2 separate regions of the Zea mays genome follow, and region 2 is linked to region 1. Evidence: chromatin contacts called from public Hi-C data. All regions are on one chromosome and are shown on one strand. Each heading gives the region's core, a stretch centred on a gene start, on an enhancer-like site or on the middle of the called end of the contact. The rest is flanking DNA. Distances are from core to core; before and after follow the strand shown.

Region 1 (6,076 bases), core at 3,445-5,944:
CGTAGGGCAGACTCGTCCGGGTGGAGAAGAAGAACACGAGAGGCAGAATGTCTATAAAAAATATATTCAACCTTTCTTTCTTTTATTAAACGGCTACATGTATTATAGCGGGTGTGACATTAGAACGAAGTCGGTTGAAACGATGGCAAAGTGGTGAAGACCACTTCTTATAATTGAAGAATTGCAAATTTCTCCAAACTATATGAGCGACTTGCATAGTAGTTGTGTTAACAACACCCTCTCACAAGACTCACCAGACACTCAGGAATCAGTTCTATGTTCTATCTTCCTTTCCAAGTTCATCGTTAGCCAAAAGCCAGGTTACAGACGAGCAGTTTTCCCTCTTTTATAGCTAACAAATATGTGGGCCCTATTACAGCCTATTGACACCAATATACTTCTTGTTGGGCTTAGTCTCTCGGCTACTCTTCTCAGCTTCCCTCTTTCAACAGCTTCAGAAGCCTGCTTCTCCTCGTCTTGCATGGCTTGGCTTCCGTAGAACATCCGGAGCTACCATCCTTAACTTTTGTATAGCACCTAGAGCTGCTGACATTTCCCCCTCCTAGAGATCCAACTTGTCCCCAAGTTGGTACACATGGAAAACTTTGCTGGTGCATATGAAACATCAAGAACTGCTTGCTCAGCTCTTGAGATGGAGCAAGAATCTCGTCATCCTTCATTGATGGTGATGGTGCTAGAGGAACATGAAGCTTTGCTGGTGGACGAGTTCCTTCATAACCAACTGGCCAAGCTAGAGCTTTAGTGAGAACATCAAGTCTCCTCAAAATACTTTGGTCAGACTTCATAACGGTAATGGATAATCCTGCCATATCCAGTGATGTCAATAATGTGCCAGTGTAGACCCTGTCAATAGCAATGTCATACACCAATTGCAACTCAGGAACTGCTGCAATCATAAGTTCCATGATAGGAGTGGCGCCTAATCCATTCACTAGGAGAACATCATTGCAACCCCTTGTGTTAGGAAGATACTGAGTTTCTCGTGACACTATCTGCTTAAGAACATGTTCTGCTACTATATCAACTGACTGGAGTTCAACAACAGCAACACCAAGTTCTCCATGGATTCTAAGGCCAAGCTCCAGTTGCCTTTGACCCAAACTCCCAGAAGTAACTTGCTCTGGCAATGTGCAAACAGAAAGTGCAACTCCCATCGTAACGTCAACTTCAAATGCAGGTTTTGCTTCTTCAGCAACTTTATGCACAATAATTGTTCTAGCTGAACCTCTTCTACCTGCTATTCCTCTAGGTGGGGAAAAAACACAACCAGCTCCAGCAACGACCATCTCCATATTATAGCCTTCAGATTTTGCCTGCTTAAAACCCTCGTCGAGAGCTCCATTCTGACGCATTTCATTAAGAAGGGCATAGGCCTTGTCAACAGTTTTCTTCTTGATATACCCTTTCATCAACTTAAGGTAACTGGCCTCATTAGATGGGAATCCTTCATCAAGCCTCTCAGAGTATAACTTGAGTGCTTTATCTCTGCACCCTTTCTGACAGTACCCCAACATTAGGGTGTGGTATGTCACAATAGAAGGGTTGACCCCTGCTTCCGTCATCTTATCCCATAAGCTGACTGCCTCGCAGAGTTTGTGATGCTTGTAGAGCCAATGAATTAGACAACTGTAAGTGAAGAAATGTGGTACCCAAGTATCAACCATAAGTTCAAGTAAGTCAATGTCAACTTTCCACTGTTTGTTTCTCAAGAGGCCTCTGATCACCAAATTGAACTCATATGTGCATAGCTTATATATCTCATCTGTCATCCCCTCTTCTTCACAACCTTTGTTCATCACCCCATATGCCACATTGGACAGTGTCACACCATCACTGGCAACCACATCAAACAATTCTAATGTTTTCCCAACTTCTCCACTCAAATAGTACACGTGCATCAACATTCTCGCGAGAACCACATCCATCTTCTCCTTAGCCAGCATCATCTGATCCTTTAGATGCAATATCTCATCCATCCTTCCCACCTTCACAAGCACACCCACCATAGAATTGCATGTTAACTCCCACAGCTCGACCCATGCCTCCCTCATCTTTTCCAGTACCTGAAGTGCATGATCTGCATCATGTAGCCTGCCCAAACATGTGATTGTGGTGGCATAAACGTGTTCGTCGGGCTTGACCCAGGCGCCGGTCATTTCACCGAACACCCTGACAGCGTCACTATGCATCCCTCCCCTGACGCAGGGCCTCGTCACGACTTCACACATCTTTGCATCCGTGTAGCACCCCTTGGAACCAGTTACAGCTCGAACAATGGCTAAAATAGAATCAACAGGTAGAGAAGTGAAGACCTCTCTAGAGACAGCAGCGGTCAGCATTCCAGGACCAACAAATCCAGCATGGGCAGGTTCATGGCCACTTTGACCACCTGAGATGACTGCAACTTTGTCATAGGAACTGTGCTCGACCTCAACACGATGAACGACCTTAATCTGAGGGAACTCTTCGAGGTACTGCAGATCTGGGTAAATATCCACCAACCCATTGATGAACTCGGTCACCACATCTTCCACTAGAATAGGGATTCGGGTTGCATTCAAATCAGTAGCTGGTTGTTGATAAGGATCAGCGATTTGTTGGATAATTGGTCCAGTTGTCGCTCCGCTCGACGTAGTTACCAGAGGAATCGACATCGAGGAGCGTGCCACCACCGAAATGGAAAGAGGAACTCCGAGTGCCTTCCGCGCCACGTTGTTCGCCTGATTCCGGATGTTCGTTAGTGCTTCTGCCATCTCCACCCCCTTCGCTTCAATAACCAGACACCACTTCAGGGAGTCAATGTGGCGGCGGTGACGGCGACCCGCTTGCGCTCGCCTGCGCGATGGCGACAGGGGCGCCTGGACGGGGCACGGTTCGGTGCTACCTGTGTAGCGGCGACGGCCCGCGCACGCTCGCCTACGCGGCGGCGGCGACGGTCCGCGTGTGCCCGCGACGGCGGCAGGGGCGCTTGCTCGTCCGCACGGCTGGGGGCGACGGTGGCGCCCTCTCGTGCGTTCACTCGCGACGTGGCCCGCACCGGCGCGCCTGCTCGCGGCGGTGACAGCATGGTCTGTGCCCAGACACGTGCGTGTGGTGGTGAAGCTGGTATCATGCCGCGGATCTGAGGCCGGAGAAGGCATGGACGTTGCTGGCGTGTCGGAGACGGAGCCATCCTTCTCAATGGAGATGACGCGCGCCGATATGGCGTTCGCCACCAGATTCTGAACGGACTTTGGTGCTTCCATCATCCCCACCTCCTCCGCTTCGATTCCTGGCCTCCCCTTCTCGAAGTCGCTCTGATATGTCAGCAAACCCTTGAGCGTGATCTCCATCTTCTCCATAGCAGACTGCATCGAGTCCATACACCGATGAATCCCTCAATTTCCTTCCTCGATTTTCGCCATCAGCTGCGCCATCGGATCTTCGAGGCTCGGCCACGCCATAGTTCCAATTCTCGCCTGAAATTGGTTTGCGACGGTGTGGAAGAACCAGCTCTGATACCAAATGTTAACAACACCCTCTCACAAGACTCACCAGACACTCAGGAATCAGTTCTATGTTCTATCTTCCTTTCCAAGTTCATCGTTAGCCAAAAGCCAGGTTACAGACGAGCAGTTTTCCCTCTTTTATAGCTAACAAATATGTGGGCCCTATTACAGCCTATTGACACCAATATACTTCTTGTTGGGCTTAGTCTCTCGGCTACTCTTCTCAGCTTCCCTCTTTCAACAGCTTCAGAAGCCTGCTTCTCCTCGTCTTGCATGGCTTGGCTTCCGTAGAACATCCGGAGCTACCATCCTTAACTTTTGTATAGCACCTAGAGCTGCTGACATTTGTAACGCACCCACTGGGCCAGTCCGCCAAAGCCCACCATCACCAGCGTCGGGCGTTCATGCGCTCGCGCGCAGCCTATTCAGACAGGCACCTCGCTCTCAAAACCTAGGCTGAGAGAGGAGGGAGGCCCGCCCTTATAAGTGCAACACGGCCCCCTTGGCTAGGCGAGGTGGTACTAACCCAGGGCATGCATACCGGCCCCTTACATCCCACCCCCCTAAGAGGCCCAAAGCTCTCCCAGGCAGCAGCGGCAATGTGGGCTCCGATACCATTTGTAACGCACCCACTGGGCCAGTCCGCCAAAGCCCACCATCACCAGCGTCGGGCGTTCATGCGCTCGCGCGCAGCCTATTCAGACAGGCACCTCGCTCTCAAAACCTAGGCTGAGAGAGGAGGGAGGCCCGCCCTTATAAGTGCAACACGGCCCCCTTGGCTAGGCGAGGTGGTACTAACACAGGGCATGCATACCGGCCCCTTACAAGTTGGGAGTGGGACTCTTGTACAATTTACTTATGTTTATGTTGTACTAGTGACTTTCGCTGGATAAAGTCAAAATAACTATATTTTCTTAAGACACATTACTTTTATTTTTAAGATATTATTTTTTTAAAAAAATACCACATCATCCACGCGGACTTCGTTAACCGCATATCCTTTCTACTTCTGCCCTGAAATCCCATCTTCCTCCATATTGCATGAACGCAGTCCATAATATTTCCCAACACCACGTAACTGACGTCTGGGCCGCGCATTTTTTCTTCGCCCGTTATCATCCTACACGTGGGTTGGTCTACGTGAGCCCGGCCTTGCCTGCCCATCGCCACGCCAACCGGCGATCCTACCACGCATCGACCGTATTAACCCCACGCCACCCTGTCCCTTTCCCCGCGCCACCGCCCTCTCCGTCGCCGCCGTTCGACCGAGCGCCGCTCACCCACCCCACGAGCTCCCGCGCGGGTTCATGTCCATCTCTCCACACGAACGCACCGGAGGAGCCTATTACCCGCGCCCGCACAACCCTAGCCCTAGTCCCCAACATGGCAGCGACAGACGCCGCCACGGCCGCCGCTCCCCTCCGGCATCCGTCTCGCCACCCGGCGCCGCTGCGGAAGCTAGCGACGGCGGGGTCGGCTCGAGCTCCAGTGAGTTTTCCTTTCCACTCGTCCCCCTTCGCCCGTAGATCGATTGAACGATTCCCGATGGGGTTGGATCTGGTTGTTACTTTGAAAACTACCAGCTGCTGTGGTGCTGTTTGGATTACGTGCGTTGTTTGGCTAAGCACAAGCTTCGAAGGGATTTGTGCCCCCTAGCAAGTTTACAGCGTTCTCTTTGCGCATTAGGGACTGATATTTTCAGCCGCTTAAATCATGTGATTGCCTGATTGGCCATGGATTCTACTCCCTCCGTCCAAAAAGTGTGTCACTATGGGATTCGTGCTCGTGAAATATTAACACCATTTGTATTTTAATTAAGTGTATCATGAAAATATATTCAACGATTCATCTAATGATACTAATTATGCACCCTAACTATTAATATTTTCTTATATATATTTGGTTAAATTTGAAAGTGTTTGACTTATCGGAATGTGAGGATGGCACTCTTTCTAGGATGGATGGAGTAGGTGTTATGCTGAGCTGAGAATGATTTGATAGTCTGGGTGGTGCTAGATTTTGTGTGCATAAATGCTCGTGGGATTAGGCTTGGTCAAGCACGTCAGTTAAATGTAGTTTCTGAATGTTTTCTACTATTAGGTTTGATTAAATTTGGATGCAAAACATTTGCTGAGTTTCTGTTTATTGTGTTGGAGGGTGAAAGTATATGATAGATTCAGTCACCCAGGTGATAGTATTTTTCGTTTGGCTCAGTTCTATCCAGCCAAAAATACAGTAGCGATATAATTTAGATTTCATCGTAACCATTGTTTCTTCATGTATATGTGATGGCCACACACTGTTTTTAGTGTACAATATGGTCTTAATCTGCGTGCCTAACTCTATGTATGACAATGATTCAATACATTGCATCAAGAATAAGATTATCTAGGGCACATCTACATCTAGATGTTTAAATCTGACCATATTTTGTGTATCAGCGATAGTTGGCTGAAATTCATATTCAATGCTTATCTGATTCAAGATACATTTTTTTCATAAAAATGAATGTCTTATAGTTAGATCAGCAGTGACTTTTAATTGATAAGTTTTTTTTTACCCTACAC
Region 2 (5,929 bases), core at 1,927-4,426, 250 kb before region 1:
TGTTTATTTCGGCTTCTCAGCAGGTTCTTGCCGCCAGAAGCTGCTGCTGACTGCCAAACACCCAACTTTTCAGACAACTTTTGTAAGAATCACTTCGATGATAACCATCTAAAATTATGTGACAAAAAATCGGTCGAGTTGTCGCGAAAGTAGAAATCCGTCACTTTTTAGACCCTAAACCCTATTAACCTCTTCATCTCATTCCACACGTAATCCTCACGATACTCAGATTCTCTCCACAGCCGAATTCTCCCCTCAACCAGATTCTCAGAAAAGCTCGTCAGAAAAAAAAACCCGAAACAAATAGACCTATAGTGTCGTGTCTTATATTTTACACGACCTACGAAGACAATCCAAGTGTGCCAATGCCATAAGCAACCTTGTAGCCAAGTTGACAAATGGAAGGGATCACTAGTAACTGTAGCTAGCGCTCAACATGGCTCTTTGATGGCTCTCCTTACCTAGCCTGAACTTTTTTTCCGTGGTGCAGGTGAGGTCACAACCATACAGATTCAATGGAGGAGCATCGATTAAGCCGTTCAAACAGAAACAGCCCAGCCTACTCCATCTCCCCTGATGCTAAACCAACAACCAACTGATGTGCACTTGCCATGGACAGTGAGCACCATAGCATTAGCATCACATCAACTACTCCCCCACCAGCCAGACAGCCAGTCGCACTATTAAAATTATTTCTCCTAAAATGCAAATTAATGCTGGGCCAGGCGATCACTGTTAGTGTTTACTGGAGACTCTGGAGTACTCGCTTGCTACCACTATACTACAGAATCGAAATCATGACCTTCTCCCCAGTCCAGTTTTGTGCAGCGAGCCCGAAACAATTTTTTTGCGTTTGATGAATGGCTTTAAGAAAGCACGCAACCTTTTTCTCTGCGTCGTGAGAAGGGATGTCATGTCATGCTGGGCCATAGAGGGACCAGATAGCCGGCCTCGGGTGTCTAACCGTATTCTTTATATTTCTCTTTTTATATTTATACTTTATTATAGTATCAACGTCCTATATATATCGTCGTCTATAGACCAATAATCTATAATAGGAACATACTTTGGTATAGGTTTTCGTATACACGTATTTATCATACTCTTAAACATCTTATGCATATTTTAGTTTTATTTGATTCATTGTTTAAAGTATAAAAATAAATAGCGAAAAATGGAGTCTCTATAGAGAAATATCCTCTGTATTTAGCCTACTATGCAATGCCTGATACAATCCTTAGCCTAAATGTACTAACATACTTGTAAGCTTTATAAGTTACGAGCGACTACATCATTTACCAACTATATTTGATAGTTGACTAGAGGAGGGGTGGATAGACGGCACCTGAAATTTCAACACTTAAAAACAAACTAGATCCCAAATTAGTTGTTAGAGCGAGAGAGAGAAAAGAACCGGAGTAGGGAGAGTCAGAGAGGTTCTTCTTGCAACGTGTGCTCAATTGATTGCAGAATAAAATTAGGAGCGACACTTAATGATTTAAATAAAAAACCAAACAAGAGAACTTAGAGAGGGGGGAGAGAAGAACAACTCGCAAGCAAATGAAAACACAAACAGAAAGACAAGCGATTTGATTTACCGAAGTTCGGTTACAAAGAACCCACGTCTCTGTTGAGGTGTCCCTAAGGACGGGTCTCTTTCAATAATCTCAAATGGTTCCAACGATTAAGCTTGAGCCATCAGATCTTCTTATGTGAAAGACAAAGTCTATACAAAACACTCCACAACTTGGAGCCTCTTACCAGCCTTTACAATAATCGAACACCAACACAAGTGCACAAAACTGCAACAACACAAACACTCACGCAAGGTACTATCAAAATCCACTCTAGAATACACAATTCTCTCTAATGGCACATGGGAGGCTATTGGATCTCTATGAGGTGTTGCTCTAGCTTGTAGAGTTGAATCACAACTCTTGTTATAAGTCTTGGCCGGTTGAGTGGGTATTTATAGCCCAAAAGCCCTCAATTAGCCGTTAGGTGAGATTTCAAAAATTTGCACCTCCTCAGGTGCACCAGACCTCTTGTCAGCTTGCATAATAATGGAAAGCTACCATTTCAGGTGGCACCGGATTGGTCCGGTGCACCACCAGACCCCACGACGTCAACTGTCGCGTCATATAGCCATCAGAGTGCGAATTAGTCGTTGCCCTCGATGGGTCCGTACACACTGGACTGGTTCAGTATGCCTTCTGCTTCAGCTCTTCAAGAACAGATCGTTCTGTGTAAGTGGTTCGGTGCACCATGCCACGGAAGACCTGTTGAAGCCCTTTCTGCGTAAAGTGGTCGTGTGAACCACAGACTGGTCCGATGCACCAGGATACTCAAGCCGAAGTTTGCCTTCACTGTGCACTCGGTCCGGTCCCTCACTGGACTGGTCTAGTGCGTCGCAGACCTACTGGAATGAAGTCTTGTTCGGTTCGCGACAATGGTAACTAGTGCAAACAATCTATTCGACAAAATGTATGAGAGGCATGAATAGAGAAGAAGTGGTTGTGCTCCATATGGATGATGAAATATATAGGACGCTGCTGGAGATGATTAAGATATAGACGACGTGATTTTTAGATAATGCTATAAATAACGAGGAATAATCTTTAAGAGGATGAGATTTAGAGGACTTTGGTAAAGTGAACATGTTTGGTTGCATCTGGCTAAAATGTAGTCACTGCCACATCGAATGTTTGAATAATAATTATGTATATTAAATATAGTTTAATAAACTAATTACACGGATAAAAATTAAAAAACGAGACAAATTTATAAAACATAATTAAGCTTTTAATACTCGTAAAAGAACTGCAGTGCGAAGCAGTGGCAGAGCCAAGATTTCTCTAAGTGTAGAGCCCGATATAACACTAACAAGTATTTATATCAGCTAGAAAATCTTAAATCATGCAAATGCATAGATAATGACACATATGAATGGATTATAAGAATTCTCTCATTTTTTTAAGAATATATTTAGGTTCCTAGCAATTTTTCGGCTCAAGAGTAGGGCCCAAGCCCTAGTGGCCCCACACCTGTCTCCGCCACTGGTGCGAAGCTACTGTATGTCAGGTTGCACAAATTGGCCGTGACACGGCAGTGTGGAGCCCAGAAAAAGGAATCTGACACCACATCTCTCTTGCTGATGAAACTGTGTGTACTCTCTCTCTCTCCCCCATCACAGCATTACTGCTGTGCCTGTGCGTGAGCAGCATGGGGCATGCCGCAAGCAGGGGTGGGCCCCGCACAAACCTATCAGAATAAAGATCGAAGATGCCGCTGCTATCCAGTATCAACGACCTCGTTGTTGGTGTCGCACGCACTGTGTCATTTGCGCGGATTTTCTAGCATTATCTCTATCCGTCTCGTTTGATTGCCATCTTCCAGACTTTATTCCACCTATCCGACTTGGACAGACTTGTGTTGGACCAACAAGTTGCTTTAGAGATATCTAAAAAACACATCCAAAGCTACTTCTACGGAACATCTCCAACCATTCCTCCTGTATTCCTTTCTTTATGTATTTTTATTATATTTTATTATATCTCGCTAAAAGATAGGAGTACTCCTTATATATAGAACGTCTCTAATATTCACTCTATTCCAGCTCACCTATACACGGTAACTTAGTTATTTAAACTTTTTATTAGTCTTTAAGTTTTTATAAAAATCATAGACTATCTGTACTATGGTAATACACATTATTATCATGTTACAAAGCTAAAATATTAATATCACAAAGAAACAAATAAATAAGGATGTGGAAAAATTAGAACTCTCTCTATGAAGGAGGAGAGGTGTCTCTCTTCCCCGTATATGGGGCATCATGGGGAACTCGTTAGAGTGGTTGTTCCTTCTATAGTACACTGAAGATGGGGTGTGAGAGATATGAGCGACACCGTAGGAGATGGCCCCGACCTCTGTCTAGGTGTTAGGAAGGGAGTTGTATCCATCAATCTTTTTAAATTTTAATTAAACTTATAAAAAGTCTTGGCAATATTAATATTTTCATTTTATTTTGTAAAAAAATAGATACAACAACATATCTAATAATATCAATTATATACTATAGATATTAATATTCCATTTTATATATTTAGTTAGAGTTACATATTTTTACTTTTTGAGAAATGAGAATGGCATATTAAAAAAATAAATATAGATCTGTCAGCGATATTACTTAGTAATGACAGTACGTATATATGGATACTACTAGTTAATTGCACATGCATTAATGTGGTTTATATATATCATATAGATAGACCTTGCGTAAATGGGATGGTTATTGAAACACGATCCAAACTTATAGATTCTTTGGTCGCACTAAAGGGAGACAACTGGGGACTAAGACAGGGCCATCACATGCACCAACAATCGGTGCGCCTCTGGATCGAGCCAAACCAATGTCGAGCTAAGCGTACGACGATGTCGTCTTTGTTGGCACGAGCAGTGAGGTATGCGGTTTGGGGTGATACGACGTGAAGTTCTTTCTCTCACTTTTTTCACGCCAGATTAGAGACTATAGACGGTCAAATGGGTCGCGACCCAGCCAAAAATGATTCAAAGTAGGCTCGTGTCTCTGTGTCCTGAGAATCATGTCGTGTCTTAGTCACCTTCTCGATCCATAGTACCGACTGCTAGACACAATTTTATTTTTCTTAAATTATTTTATATACATATTTAACTAGTCAAAACTTATATCATTTAAGTAGTGTACGGGCACTGCTATTGTCTCACCGTGATTTGCTCCTAGGCCCGTCAAAGAACACTTGACATTTAAGTAGTGAATTAGTGAATCTAATTTCTTTCTAAAATTATATCATTCATTTTTATTCTAGTCAAAACTTATACTATAAAATTAAACTACCTTATAAACAACCACAATTTTAACTAAGTGTTGATATCCCTAATGTAAAGGAGTTGTGCAACCTAGATCCCAAGCCTATCCATTAGCCTAAAAACTAGGTTAGAAAGATAAAGCACACAACTAAGATAACACAATATATTTATAGAAGCTTACATGTGATAGAGATACAAACTCGCCTTGACACATCGGTATTTTATCGAGACATCAAGAAGCGTGCAAGCTTTAATCTAATCCTCGTTGGAGCCCTATGTAAGGGGATGTCCTTGCGAGAACTAAACTCCTGGTCAGGTAACTATATATATAGTCTCAGGTCTTCTCCATGCGCAAATAGTGCTATGGTTGTTGCCAGCTCCTCACCATCTCCACTATTGAACTTTTGGCTAAAATGCTACAAGTCTCGTTCCCCCTGGTACATGATGGATGCAACACCATAAACATAGTTTATGTGATCTCGTAAGACTTACAAGATTCACTCGGTATAACAGTTACAATGACGCCCACAAGCGTAAAGAGGTAAGATGTGTATCTAACCTCACTTCTAATCACTAGGCAGAACCTAAAGCAAGCTCTATTATTGGTAGCAGTCTATTTTTTTGCTACCTTTATAAAAAATCACTTAATCATGTGTCACTGACATTGCAATTTATAGGCCATTCAACCTATATAATAGTGCAAAAAAATAATTTTCCCGTGGAGGAGGGGGTCATGTCACTTGCTTGCTCCATTCTCCGGCCTCATTACTCTAGTATAGAATAAAAAATTAAGAATATAACTATCTACTAGAACTCTACTATATGTATATTCTCTCTATACATAGGCAACAATCAATCTTGGTCCAAACATCCAACATTTTTATTTTAGAAGTCATATTTTGTATTAATATCTAGAATTACTGTAAAAATAAGATGTACACATGGTTTTAATGTAGACAGATGTTGATAACGTCAATAAGAAACTTGTGTTAATTAAGATCGTTTTTCACATTGTATTGGAGTGTGGGGTTTTGCGAAATGAATACAGTAGTAGGTAGTGACTAATTCAGTGTATAATAAA

What was found. Hi-C and Micro-C count contacts between places; a contact is called where the count stands out from the background.
Region 2: a Hi-C map of leaf shows a contact between it and region 1, with 5 times the contacts expected there. The contact joins the enhancer-like site here to the promoter of LOC100286129 in region 1. A contact is called at or near these places in 7 of 25 Hi-C or Micro-C datasets (ear, leaf, seedling and 1 more).

What each region holds. Positions count from the first base shown.
Region 1 is chr5:168,984,974-168,991,049 of Zm-B73-REFERENCE-NAM-5.0, reverse strand. LOC100286129 reads left to right here and starts at 4,694. Exons shown (of 9, transcript NM_001159017.2): 1 at 4,694-4,997. The coding sequence starts at 4,817. It overlaps LOC103628659 (putative 3,4-dihydroxy-2-butanone kinase), which reads right to left and starts at 3,374. Exons shown (of 2, transcript XM_035958899.1): 1 at 2,246-3,374; 2 at 432-1,357. The coding sequence starts at 3,374. The coding sequence ends at 432.
Region 2 is chr5:169,234,673-169,240,601 of Zm-B73-REFERENCE-NAM-5.0, reverse strand. No RefSeq gene overlaps it. Among protein-coding and RNA genes, the nearest start is that of LOC109939563, 29 kb to the right of the region's middle. Within about 2 kb of position 3,176, at least 18 of the 20 cell types and tissues checked have an H3K27ac peak or open chromatin away from gene starts, as enhancers often do. A contact at or near this core is called in ear, leaf, seedling and 1 more, where this site is marked.